2 separate regions of the Mus musculus genome follow, and region 1 is linked to region 2. The links are chromatin contacts, called in public promoter capture Hi-C maps. All regions are on one chromosome and are shown on one strand. The core of a region is the stretch at or near the end of the contact, and the rest is flanking DNA. Distances in the headings are between cores, read along the strand shown. Region 1 holds the start of Hs3st5 (heparan sulfate (glucosamine) 3-O-sulfotransferase 5). Region 2 holds the start of Tspyl1 (testis-specific protein, Y-encoded-like 1).

What was found. Promoter capture Hi-C pulls out the DNA fragments that hold promoters and counts their contacts.
Region 1: a contact with region 2 is called in a promoter capture Hi-C map of cranial neural crest. The contact joins the promoter of Hs3st5 here to the promoter of Tspyl1 in region 2. A contact is called at or near these places in 1 of 39 promoter capture datasets (cranial neural crest) and 1 of 115 datasets of contacts at active chromatin or transcription factors (astrocytes).

What each region holds. Positions count from the first base shown.
Region 1 is chr10:36,502,992-36,509,648 of GRCm38.p6, forward strand. It overlaps Hs3st5 (heparan sulfate (glucosamine) 3-O-sulfotransferase 5), which reads left to right and starts at 3,816. Exons shown (of 5, transcript NM_001253356.1): 1 at 3,816-4,624.
Region 2 is chr10:34,279,200-34,285,502 of GRCm38.p6, forward strand. It overlaps Tspyl1 (testis-specific protein, Y-encoded-like 1), which reads left to right and starts at 2,991. Exons shown (of 1, transcript NM_009433.3): 1 at 2,991-5,686. The coding sequence starts at 3,082. The coding sequence ends at 4,221. All of the region lies in intron 1 of Gm26564 (a long non-coding RNA gene), which reads right to left.

The DNA.
Region 1 (6,657 bases), core at 2,566-5,065, 2.2 Mb after region 2:
ATGTACTTAAAGGCTCTAAGAGTTAACATGTGCATGTCTTTAGAAGCTATTTTGCTATAATACTGTGAAAATATGAAAGTTTTCTTAATTTTTTTCTTTTTGTAAATTTTTATTTTTTCATCAGATATTTTCTTTATTCACATTTCAAATTTTATCCCCTTTCCTCATTTCCCCTCTGAAAACCCCCTATCCCATCCCCCCTCCCCCTGTTCACTAACTTACCCTCTCCCACTTCCCTGGCATTCCCCTACACTGGGGCATCAAGCCTTCACAAGATCAAAGGCCTCTCCTCTCCTTATGTCCTCTGCTACATATGCAGTTGGAGCCATGGGTACCTCCATGTTTACTCTTTGGTTGGTGGTTTAGTTCCTGGTAGCTCTGGGGGTACTGGTTGGTTCATATTGTTGTTTCTCCTATGGGCCTGCAAACGCCTTCAACTCCTTGAGTCCTTTCTCAAGCTCCTCCATTGGGGACCCTGTGCTTAGTCCAATGGATGACTGTGAGCACCCACTTCTATATTTGTCAGGCACTGACAGAGCCTCTCAGGAGACAGCTCTCTCCCTCTCCCCCTCCCCCTCCCCCTCCCCCTCCCCCCCCTCTCTTTCTCTGTCTTTGCCCTCCTGTCTGATATTAAGTAGTCTGTCTTTCCTGTGCTTTTCTGCTATACGTTCAGTGTATCCCTCTCTGACTCATTCTGTCATATCTTTCTCTGTTTTGTCACCTTGTCTGCCCCTCAATTAGACATCACTTCAAACAAGGCTGCTTCCTTCTACAAACTACATACCTTCATTGCTAGGGATATACTAAGGGTATATCTGTATTCCAGCCAGATCATACTGTAATACAGGGCGTGTCTACATTCTGGCCAGATCGTATCTTTGGATGTAGTCCCTTGCCAGAGCAGTCATCGTAACAGATAAAAATGCCTCTACAGAGGCAGAGAGAAAGCTAACTGGAAATGTTGTGGATTTTTGACCCCACCCAAGTGACACACCTCCTCCAACAAGGTCACTCCAAGTAGGCCACTCATCCTAATGCTTCCCAAACTCCTAGGTTCCACTAACTGAGGAGAAAGCATTCAAATATATGAGCGATGTAGACCATTATCTCTTTCAAACAACCACACACAGCAAAACATAGTACAAAAAATTCTCTTCTTTCATATAAAAAACATTCCACTAGATTCAGCATAAAGAAGCAGATATAGAGTGTGTCTTCTAAGAGAAGACCTGGGACCAGCACTTCTCCTAAGGTTGCTATAGGTCTCCCTCCATGTAACTTAGTCTTCTAGTGGGTGCCTGCTTAGTCAACTGATTCCAGGTGCTGGTTACAGCTCATTGAAATAAATACAAATCAATTTTTGGAGGTAAAACAGTTACCCCTCCCCAATTTCTTAAAACGACAAACATTTACAAAACATGGGGAGGGCACTCTCTATTAGAAGTTGTGAACTGAATATTGCTTAATGGTTGTATTTTTGAGTCAAGAGAGCATGATTGTTCAGGAGAAAAAAATCATTAGCAAATGAACATTCTAATTAACCACGTGTTTTCATTGATGTGCTTCATTTGGCTTTTGTGATTAAGCTTTTTCCAAAAGCATCAAATCTGTGACTGTTTTCAAAATTAAATTTTAAAAATATTTTCTGGAAATGCCGCTTTGGGTGGAGATTAGCTTTTGGGAGCTCTGCGTTTTGTGTCCCTTAACCTTGTCTTCCGCCACTAAGTGAGCGAATGGTGCTGGCTGGAACCATGCTTCAGATTGTCGAATCTACCAGGCTTTATTTAGCCTGAAGGCTAACCCTTTGACAGTAAGGCTAAATCTGTGACACTTTCCAAGTTCATCAGCTACTCAGGCTAAGGATTCTCTGAGGAAAAGTTAGAGGTTTTGAGAATGCATAGCCTTCTTGCAGGCTCCCTCCTGCTAGACATCACCCTGAGAGAGGAATGAAATAGATACATTTTACCCATCCTCTTTCCGCTAATCTTCCTCTTCCAAAGAATGTGTGTATCAATAAATAGATTATAGAAATAAACATTTAAATGGGTAGTTTGCTAATTAAAAGGATTGATAGGCAGAATAATGCATTCTTCAAAATCTATTATCATGCCTTTCTGAACTTTATTGCTTTTCAGCACTTTTCCTACTCAAGAAAAACAATATAGCAACATTTGCTCAGAAAAAAAAAAAAGCAAACTGTTTCTCTTCCTTTCGTATTACTTTTATTGTTTGAGATTTCTTTTAGACTATAATGTGGCATTGTGATTTTGAGATGGAAAAGAAATCCCTTGTCTTTCAAACATAAGAATGTGATTGGGTGCTATTGTTGCCAATGATGAGCTAAAGAGGTTAATGGATCACAGAGCTGGCAAACAGCCATCTCTCCTACTGCTCCTTACATTACACAATATACATGTGGATGCTGCTGCTGAGCTTATGATTTTTTTGAGTAGATGGTAAATAAGTTTATGGAAATTTAACTTATCTCTTCTGGAACTCAACAGTCGTGTCGTCCCCCCCCCCCCCCCCAGGCTGATAACTTAAAAATGGACTTTGAGATCTGAGCTCATGACCTTTGAGGATAATGATAAAGATGGGTCCCTGAAAGAAAGTGGGGCTGCTTCAAAATGAGAACCCAGAAACACGCTGTCTTATGGATTGCTGCCTACCTTTCATTTCTAGATAGACAGAATTAACACAGTGTGGTTGCAGTAACAGAAAGGATTGATATGCCGATTCTTTCTACTCTAGTGCACTGAGCAATAATATTGTGATGTCTTCCTAAAGGACTTGTACATTTGTGCAATGAAAAGTATTCAAGAAGCAGACTACCTCTACAGAAACAACCAGAGAAAGAAGGAATGGAAGGATAAACCATGTTTGATTATTTGTTCAGGCTACCCCCATGAGAGGGGGTAGTAACAATTTCCTTGTAATTGTGGTTAGTCAGGGATGCTTTTTGAGAATAGAAATTAGGAGGGAAGCACCGTAAATAAGCTTCCAGGTGGGCCCTCTTCCACCAGCAAAGAAGCTGAATCCAGCAAATCGACTCAGTTCCCTGGCCTGCCATTTTGCTGGAGGCAGAGGCTAGGACAGAGGAACTAAATTCGAAAGGTGAGTGTGCCTCTGGGTTTTGGAACTCCAGACCCACATGAAGGCTGAGACCAGAGCTCCTCTTTCCTACTAGGCAGTGATCGCCCCCTGTGACTCTGAAGGCACACAGCAGCCCAAAGCACCGTGGCTGACGCCACCAGCCCCTCCTATCCTCTGGCACTCTCACCTGGCATGCTGAAGTCAATGTAGTCTCTCTGGAAACCTGTGTGACCCCTCTCAAGCTCTGGGTCTGACTCCCAACTATCACAGCAGAGATCTGTCACACCTCCTCAGGAACCCGGTCTCTTCAATCTCTAAGTATCAAATTAATTATCTGCCAGCCCAGTAACCCATTCAAGGTTCTCAAAGCTGTGATCTTAGATTGCTCAGGAGCCCTGACCACCCACCTTACAGCTACAGCGTGCTAGCCAAAGCTCTCCGCTCCCGGGTGGGACGTGTTGTGGCCCAGCCTCATGTCCTCCGCCTCCCAGTATATCCTCTTCCCTCTTCAACCCCTAAGGCCAGGCCCTGCCCCTGCCTATTGGAGCTATGGTGCCTGCTCCCACCTCCGTTCCAAAGACACCTGCGCTCCATTCCCCACCCTTTTCCTCCTCCCCCTTTTCCTCTAGGTCCCTCTGCTGCCTTTAGGAGCACAGGAGCGGCTACGAGGGGAGGAGCAGAAGAAGGAGGGGAGCGCGAGGAGGAGAAGGGGCGGGGTGGGTGGGATGAGAGCTGGGAGGGTGTGGACTGGCAGCCACTCTGCAGCTGGCCGCCAGGGACCTGGTCCCTCCCGCGAGCCGAAGTGATGGAGGGGAAGATATCTTCTTAGACATACGCGCGCGCGCACATCCCGCTGGGCACGTCTCCGGGAGGCTGCAGCCGGCTCCAGCGCGCCAGGGACCGGGCGGCGGCTGTGACAGCGCGAGAGGCGGGGAGTCCGCGGTCCGCACAGCTTGGCACAGGCCACCGGAGTACGCAGGGAAGGAAGATCTCAGCCTCACTGACTGTTGCTCTTTTGGAGGCATCTCCAAGGACCGAGCTTTCTGAGATTGTCACTGCGGACGCCCGAGGCTTTGCCCCTCGCCTGCGGAGTCCGGGTCAGCGTCGGTGCCCGCGCCGGGCGAGGAGAATGCGAACCTCCTCCCGCAGAGCTCCTGCGGTCCCCTTCACTGCGCGAACTAAGGCTCCCGCAGCTGCCCCTGGCGTGCTCGCGCCGCGGGAGCGCGCCCTGCCGCACCTGGCTCCAGTCTCCTAGGGAAGTGCGGGAAACGTGCCCTAAACTCCACTACTTCTCTTCCCCTCCTTTGGCTTGCAGCTCCCCGCCCAGGACACCATAGCCGCCTCTGTCGCCGCCCGAGTGGAAGCCCGGGTACTGTGCTGCTTGTTTGCTCTGCTCGCCGGCTTGCTCCTAGCTGAGCATCCCAAACTACTGGACAACTGCCACTGCGATCGCGGGAACCACTTGGTGACCCGGGGCGACTGGCCTGGGCCACCACTTTCCAAGCCGAGGCTGTCACCACTAGGGACGAAGGTGAGTGAGCACTGCGCGCTGCTCGCCTGGTGCGGGAGAGAGGGTAGGGGGCTCGAAGCTCGGACTTTCTGAATTTAGGAGAAAGTGATAAGCGAAGTCACCTAGAGGAGGCATCCTTTTGCCCCACTCACTTTGTAGGGCGCGGCTTTTCTAGGCGCCTCCTGGGGAAGACTTTGAGCCTCTTGCTGGGGTAGGGGTTAAACTAATAGGACAAGAGAAACAGAAGGAGCAATTGCTTGAGCGAATTTAGCAGTCTGCCTCCAAGACTGTCCCCCCCGCCCTTCTGTCTGCCTGTCTGTCTTGCTCTGAGACCTACATCCAGCGCTCCCCTAGAATCAGATGCAGAACGCACAGTCACTGATGATGATCGCTCACAGTTTGGGATTCTGCTTGGCCACTTCTCCGCTAGTTGTGTACTGTTATTTGAAGTTATACGGTGGCTTTAAGGGGAGTGGGCTGCCCTGAAGTCCACGCAAAAAGCAGACAGGGTGAGCAGAGGTAGTTCCACTACCGCGGAAGTGGGTGCCTACTCTTTGAAGAAGACCCGACCGCTCCGCTCCTAAGATTCCCATTTCCTCAAGCTTCAATCTGCTTAACCCTTTCCACTCAAACCCAAAACAACAACACACACACAAACTCGCGCGCGGGATGAGTGCAATCGTGGGAGTGATCAAATTATTATTTCTAAGAAGTCTGCAAGCCGCTGTGACCCACTACAGCATACTGCCTCCTGGACTTAGCACACTGCCTAGTAAAGAAGGATTCTCCCCCGCCATCCCCGCCCCACTGCCTGATGTTGATGACTTTAGTGTTTATGGTTCCAGGAGCACACCAAGCGAACCTCTAGCGCTACTGCTACTAAGTCATTCCAGCTCTGTGGGCATAGGTCTTGGGCATCCCTCCTTTAGTGCTTTCACCCAAGAATGTGAGTTCTGGGGTGTTCTTTCCTTCCTTAGTGTTCTCTCTCTCTCTCTCTCTCTCTCTCTCTCTCTCTCTCTCTCATTTCATGGGAAATGCTAGTCTTTTCAGGGGATATTTAATGTCTGTAAAGTGCTTTACATCGTATTACTATTACTTTGTGGCTATATTTAATTGCCCTGTGACTCTCTTCTGATTGATGTAAGCTGAGCCTGATAAATGGCGTGCAGGGTCTTGAGTTGGAACAAAAAGGGCAGGCATCCTCTCTTCCTTTGCATTCTTCCTCTGCAAACTGCTTTGTTGACAGCCTTAAAAGTAGGTGCTTCTAAATGGTGTTGTTCAATGTTCATTCGCTACATACTTTCCAGCTTTAGACAAGTGTTTTCCTGCTACTGCTCACTTCAAAACATACCTGTCTACTTTTCAAAGAAGCTGTTGGAGATGATTAAAAGCAATTACCAAATTTGATATCAAATATAACTATTTTTAAAATGTTTTATTGCTATTAATTAGAGCACATTTTAAAACTACCTCTGTTCTTCCTCTTCATGGTTTTCCCCCTCTTTGTTCTTAGCAGGAGAAATGAGAGCACCTTTCCTTTCCTTTTCAACTATACTTGTTCACAATTAGTACTGTTTGCTATGACTGTATCAGCATCAGACTGGCCTCGGTGAGAAAATGGTTATTTGCTAGTGAATTGCCATAAAACACAGGCAATGAGACAAGAAACAAAGATCAGAAGGAAACTATTGTTTGACTGTATCTGTGTTCACTGCCCTGTATTAAACTGGGGTAAGCATAGTAGCTCTGGTCTCTCCTCCAAGTTACCCAGAGTTATTTAAATATGTTCTGTCCTCAATTAATAAAATAGAGATAGGCTTCATTACTTATGTAAAGTATTTTCAAGTATATCTGTCTAAACAACTTGTGAGGGAAATTACAGCCAGAGTACTCAGTCACTAGTCACAGCAGGTACTGGGTCCTGGTTTCTAGACTCAGCCAGACCTTGAGCTTAATGTTTGAAATCCCTGTATTTGCAGAGTCTTTACAGGATGTAAAGTGTTTGGATGGCATGCTGCCTTCACTCTCCTCACCGTCTCGCAGGCCTGCACAGA
Region 2 (6,303 bases), core at 1,741-4,240:
ACTGAACTGTCTCACAAGGGATGTTGTGTGGTCTTCAGTTTAGCAGTCATTTCTCATATATTACCATTCAGCACATTAAATGAGTGAATGTGACTGATATAGTAGCCACATGGACATGGAAATTCCATTAGACAAGTGTAGAGTGCACAGTGCAGTAGCTGGGCTACTGTGCAAACATGCTTCCTATGTCCCCAGGCTTCACCTCTTTCTCAAGCTGGTCAACTGTGGACAGCTTTTGGGACCGCTTGGCAGGAATCTGACATTGGGCCATGACAAGGAAGTAAGTTCAGGCTAGAATCTAATTTTAGGCTAGAACAAAGAAGTAGGCTTCAGGCAAGAATGGGAATTTGGCCTAGGACCCAGAAGTAGGCTCAGATATCTTCTTCATCCTGATAAGCCCTTAGAAACAGGACTTTGTTTATTGCTTTGCTTGTTCCTTGACTATTTGTACTTATTGTCTTGCTTGTTCCTTCACCTAGATCTGACTTATTACTTACATGTAATTAAAATGATATAAAAGCAGATTTGGAAAAAAATAAACCTGCCTCAGCCTCAGAACTGGCTGGGTCATGCTACAGTGTTGTCTAATTGTCTTTTTTCTTTTTAATCTTCTCTGCTGCCCTGGAGAACCTGTTGACTGATTGAGCTGGCTTGGTCAGTCAGTCCTTATCCAAAGCAGGAACCAAGTCAAGCTCATTTCCTCCATAACACATACATTCAATATCCTTATCTGAATGAATGCATTAATGCTCTACCTGAAATCATTAAGTTAGTGCACAAAAACTTAATTAAAATACATGTAAGCTTCAGCATAGAATGTAAATAATATTACTATGTTCTGCTAATTGAAAGCTTACAATGCTACCTACTTTATATATCATTTTATACTTTATACATCTTGTGTCATCTTCATATTAGAGTTCTAAAATATAAATGATAGTTTCCATTTTAAGTATTAACAATTATTTGAAATTGTGGGGCAGTGGTGGCACATGCCTTTAATCCCAGCACTCTGGAGGCGTAAGCACCAGATAGAGTTCCAGGACAGCCAAGGCTACACATAGAAACCGTCTTGAAAAACAAAGACAAAAATCAAAACAAATCAAATTAATTCATTGATTGGTTGTGTGTGTGTGTTTGTGTGCCATGGGGGATCCTTGTGGTGAACAAAGGAAAACTTGCAGGAGTCATTTTTTCTTTCTTCCCCATTGGTCCGGTCTTGGGGATTAAACTTATCTTTAGGCTACGCAGCAAGCACCTTTGCCTGCCTAGAGGGGTGACTTGTCCAGGTCAAACAAACCAAAGCTAGAACTTGAATCAAGTTGAAGACAAATGGGGACCTTGTCAGACTAAACAAAACCAAGTGGACACTTCTATATGATAGTTAGTGGAAAATAATAATAAAATGAATCATGTCTAAGATGCATCGTCTAACATTCATAGTTTAGTCTCAGTAAAAGACTGTGGCTCAATTTCATTTACAAGAATCCATTCTGTCATAGGTGTAGCATCATTTTCTAAAGGAGAAGTCGCTCCCTCTAGTGACAGTCGTTGGAAATAACACGCCTAGCAAGAATTTAACCGTGGAAATTCCTTTCTCTGTGTGGAAGAAACAGTGCAAGGGAGAGAGGAGGAGACATTATTTACCAGAACTTCACCAAAATTGGATTACAGTTTCAGAAGACCTGACATAGGCATCTGTGTCACTCTCCATCCGCAGTTACTTTTATGAGATGTGTAATTTTCTAACCACGCCATTCTTATTGGTGCGTTTACCACTGTGATAAATGCCACGTCATATAGTTCTTATAATAACCTAAGTCGGTGACCCCTTTGCTATACTAAAATCGCCACCACTACAGTAAGCTTTATAGTAAAATTGTTAAATTTTCTATTTATGTGTGTAGATGGGTTATATTGTCTATGAACTTTATCGAAAAACGTTAAATGGTGTTTTGGAAATATTTGTTATACAGAAGGTGACATTTTTCTGGTAAATTTGAATTTGAGGACCACGAATAACTACCTTCTTTTTCTCAAAACAGAAAGGAAATGAATGTGTTCTTAAATATTAATCTATTTATGGATGCGGAAAGGAGGTGGGAGAAAATATGTATCAACTTGATATAGACTATGCATTTATGCCTATGTCCTAAAGTGACGTCACATCCCGTTCAGAGAACCCGGGAATCAAATGTCCAGGGCTCAAATCATCGCTCTGTCATTTTCTATGTTATTCTGGTAAGAGACCCAGTCTCTCCTTGTCTCAATAAAATGGATATCTTAATACATCAGAGGATTGTTATGCAAACTATTCGATGCCACGGTGCAAGACACACCAGTAAAAACAATCATTAATGATGACCACAAAATCTTTTCCAAAAAGAATAATTCCCAAAGCAAACCCACAGATCTTTGTTCCCCAGTAACGTCAGAGCTTAGAATAGAACTGAGTTTTTATTATTATTTTGAGCCAACGTGTATGCAGCCCAGGTTAGCCTCCAAGTCAACGATCCTCCTCAGCACCAGAGCACTGAGGCGACAGACAAGGGCCATCACACCAAGCTAGACTTCATTATTTTTTTCAGTTCTGTGGTGGTGGTGGTGGTGGTGGTGGTGGTGGTGGTGGTGGTGGGGAACCGTGGCATTCACCTTGGTTAATACAAACATTTGGCTCCTAGCTTTGTCTAATACCAGGAGGTGTTTTTACCGTTCCACATAAGTGGAAAGGGGATGAACTTGTTTGCAGACACAGACACACACACGGCTGCAGCCCGGATGCGGGCGAAGGGTCCAGAAGCCAGGTCCAGAAGCCCCGCCACTGTCTTCAGTCTCCTAGGATGATTGACATCCCTTTACGGAAACAAACGTGACAACCGCTATCCGCTACATTTACAGAAGCCAAACAAATACGGAAGTCACGAGCTGAAGAACCAATCAGGTGCGCTGCAGGTTCTCGCGAGACTTGCGGGCTGTGGCTCTGGCGTCACTGCGCTGGAGAGAGCGAGGGGCGGAGCTGGGGTTGCGGGGGACCGTGAGGGTTGTTGTTTGTAGGCGGAGGTCTGCGCGACTAGACCCGACATGAGCAGCCCGGAGCGGGACGAGGGGACCCCTGTCCCCGACAGCCGCGGCCACTGCGATGCTGACACTGTCTCGGGGACCCCAGACCGGCGACCGCTGCTCGGCGAGGAGAAGGCGGTGACAGGTGAGGGCCGCGCAGGGATCGTGGGGAGCCCCGCGCCCCGAGATGTCGAGGGCCTTGTCCCCCAGATTCGGGTGGCCGCAGCTAGGCAGGGAGAGTCACCTCCTTCCGTTCGGGGCCCCGCGGCAGCGGTGTTCGTGACACCGAAATATGTGGAGAAGGCCCAAGAAACTCGGGGAGCGGAGTCCCAGGCCCGTGACGTGAAGACGGAACCGGGCACCGTCGCGGCTGCAGCGGAAAAGTCAGAAGTGGCCACGCCAGGGAGCGAGGAGGTGATGGAGGTGGAGCAGAAGCCCGCGGGCGAAGAAATGGAGATGCTGGAGGCGAGTGGAGGAGTGAGGGAGGCGCCGGAGGAGGCAGGGCCCTGGCACCTGGGCATAGATCTTCGCAGGAACCCGCTGGAGGCCATCCAGCTGGAACTGGACACTGTGAATGCTCAGGCCGACAGGGCCTTCCAACATCTGGAGCAGAAGTTTGGGCGAATGCGACGACACTACCTGGAACGGAGGAACTACATCATTCAGAATATCCCAGGCTTCTGGATGACTGCCTTCCGGAACCACCCTCAGTTGTCCGCCATGATTAGGGGTCGGGATGCAGAGATGTTAAGGTACGTAACCAGTCTGGAGGTGAAGGAACTGAGACACCCTAAGACTGGCTGCAAATTCAAGTTCTTTTTTCGAAGAAACCCCTACTTCAGAAACAAGCTGATTGTCAAGGAATATGAAGTGAGATCATCTGGTCGAGTGGTGTCTCTTTCCACTCCAATCATTTGGCGGAGAGGGCATGAGCCCCAGTCCTTCATTCGCAGAAACCAAGATCTCATTTGCAGCTTCTTCACCTGGTTCTCGGACCACAGCCTTCCAGAATCTGACAGAATCGCTGAGATTATCAAAGAGGATCTGTGGCCAAACCCACTGCAATACTACCTGTGTCGTGAAGGAATCCGTAGACCCCGACGTCGCCCAATAAGGGAGCCAGTGGAGATTCCCAGGCCTTTTGGCTTCCAGTCAGGTTAATCTTTGCATTTGAAAATGCGGCCGGAACTGGTCCCTTCTCACCTGTGCTTGAGCAAATGCAACGGGTATGCAGTGTTTTGATTTCTTTCCTCCTGACTTTTCTGCATCTTCTATCTGGATAGTCTCCACCTCGAGATTAAGACTGGACATGCTTCTGCTTTCCCATGGCCTTCATGCTGTTCTGAATTAGTATCTGCTGGTTCACGGCCCTGGCTTATACCCTTTCTAAGCTCAACAATGAAACTGTATGTTACACTGCCTTTACACTGTTTGGACCCTATTGTTTTCAGTCTTACCTGTTTACTGCCACCTAGATGTCTTGCTTTAACTGGGGGCCCTTCTATTTATCTGTTCATCATGTGGCAACGTGGACACAGAGTTTTTGGACAGTTGCTGAGCCTAAACATTGAAGGAGTGGGCCACTGTCTGTGTGATTTTTTTTTTTTTTTTTTTTGGCACCACTTTCTAGGTTATATCACACTCCATTGTGTTTGCCAGTGCTCCTCACCCTCACTCTCCCACCTTTCTCCTGCTATTTTAAAGAAAAGTAGTTCAGAAACATCTGTAAGGCCAGGAGTCATTTATACTTAGCATTTCCTGAGAAGATACTCTGTAAAAGAGGAAACAACTCTGCCTTGTCTCCTCTCTTACCCACTCCCCAGCCTGGTTAGCAAGCTCTAAAAAGCTTCCAGGGAGACAGCTAGATGGAAACAGCTGAGCCCTTCCTAATATATGGAAGAACTAAAGAAGTTTTGATGGGTACTCTAAGCAGAAAAAGTGAGCTGAAAAGGCTTAGAATCAAAATAAGTCAGATAAAAATTGGGCTGAGAATGAAGACAGGACACAGCTTACACATCTTGGTCAGTCAGTGGTGATGGGAAGAGAACTAATTTCTCAGGAAAAAATATTTTCTCTGAGTGTTGAATGTTGCCTAGATAGTGCTTCTTTAAAGAAGCAGTGCAAGTTTGAGTTATTTTCCTCTCTTTATATGTGATCTGATATAAGTGAAAGTATAATATTTTGCCCATCTTTTACCAATATTTAGTAAAATGCTACTTGTTTCAACTTACTGAAAAAATTTAAACACTTTTGTTTGCATTTATTTGAAACCATTTGGAATATTGTAAGACAACTCACTCTGTAGACCAGGCTGGTCTTGAACTCAGAAATCCGCCTGCCTTTGCCTCCCAAGTGCTGGGATCAAAGGCGTGCGCCACCACTGCCTGGCTAACAGTAGTCTTTATAATACTGAGACTGAATATTCGTAACAGTTTTCGATATTACTCCAAATTCTTAGAAACGGCTTGGATAATTGGTCTTAATCAAATGTGTCAAATTATTGTTTTCATGGAAAAGTAAATATGTGACTTGATTGTCTTGATATAGTTATAAAAGTACTTTGTCAGCACTGTATATTTGTTGCCATTTTTATGCATGATGGTAAATAAAAGCATGGCATCCTGTTAGATGGCTTTTTTTTTTTTTTAATCCCCAACCTGGCCGTAAACTTGCCTTAATGGGTTTGTATAATTGACAAGATTGTTGAATTATTCAATTCCTTAAACGTACACAATTGACATCCCAGAGGTACCAAGAGTAGTTGTTTCTCCTGCTTGAAGAGTAGTTGTTACTGTCATTGTTTTGTTGCTGTAGAAGGTTGACAGTTACAACTGCTTACTGAGATTGCAGATCTTCCCACACAACTTGTGCAGTATCACCATACCTTCACTTCTTCAGGTTCACAATTTCTGTCTCCACATATGATATTTTTCATGTGTTATTCAACTATACTTTTCATAAGCAGACACTTATAAAGTATTTACCATGTAATACTATTTTTATACCTTTTCAGTTGAAAATATTTTCTTAACTTTATCATTAACTTCCATTTGTCGAATAATTCAAAGCCTATTAGGGTAACTTCTCTGCCTTGTATTATTTATGTTTCCCAGTGTGAGATAACCTTTTTAGGGACCCCTGTTGCTGGAAAACACAATTGCTTATTGTGGTGAATTACACTAGTTTTTATTAAGGTGTTCTGCTAGGTCTTGAGAAGGAAAATGGATACATTCCATTCCTTTC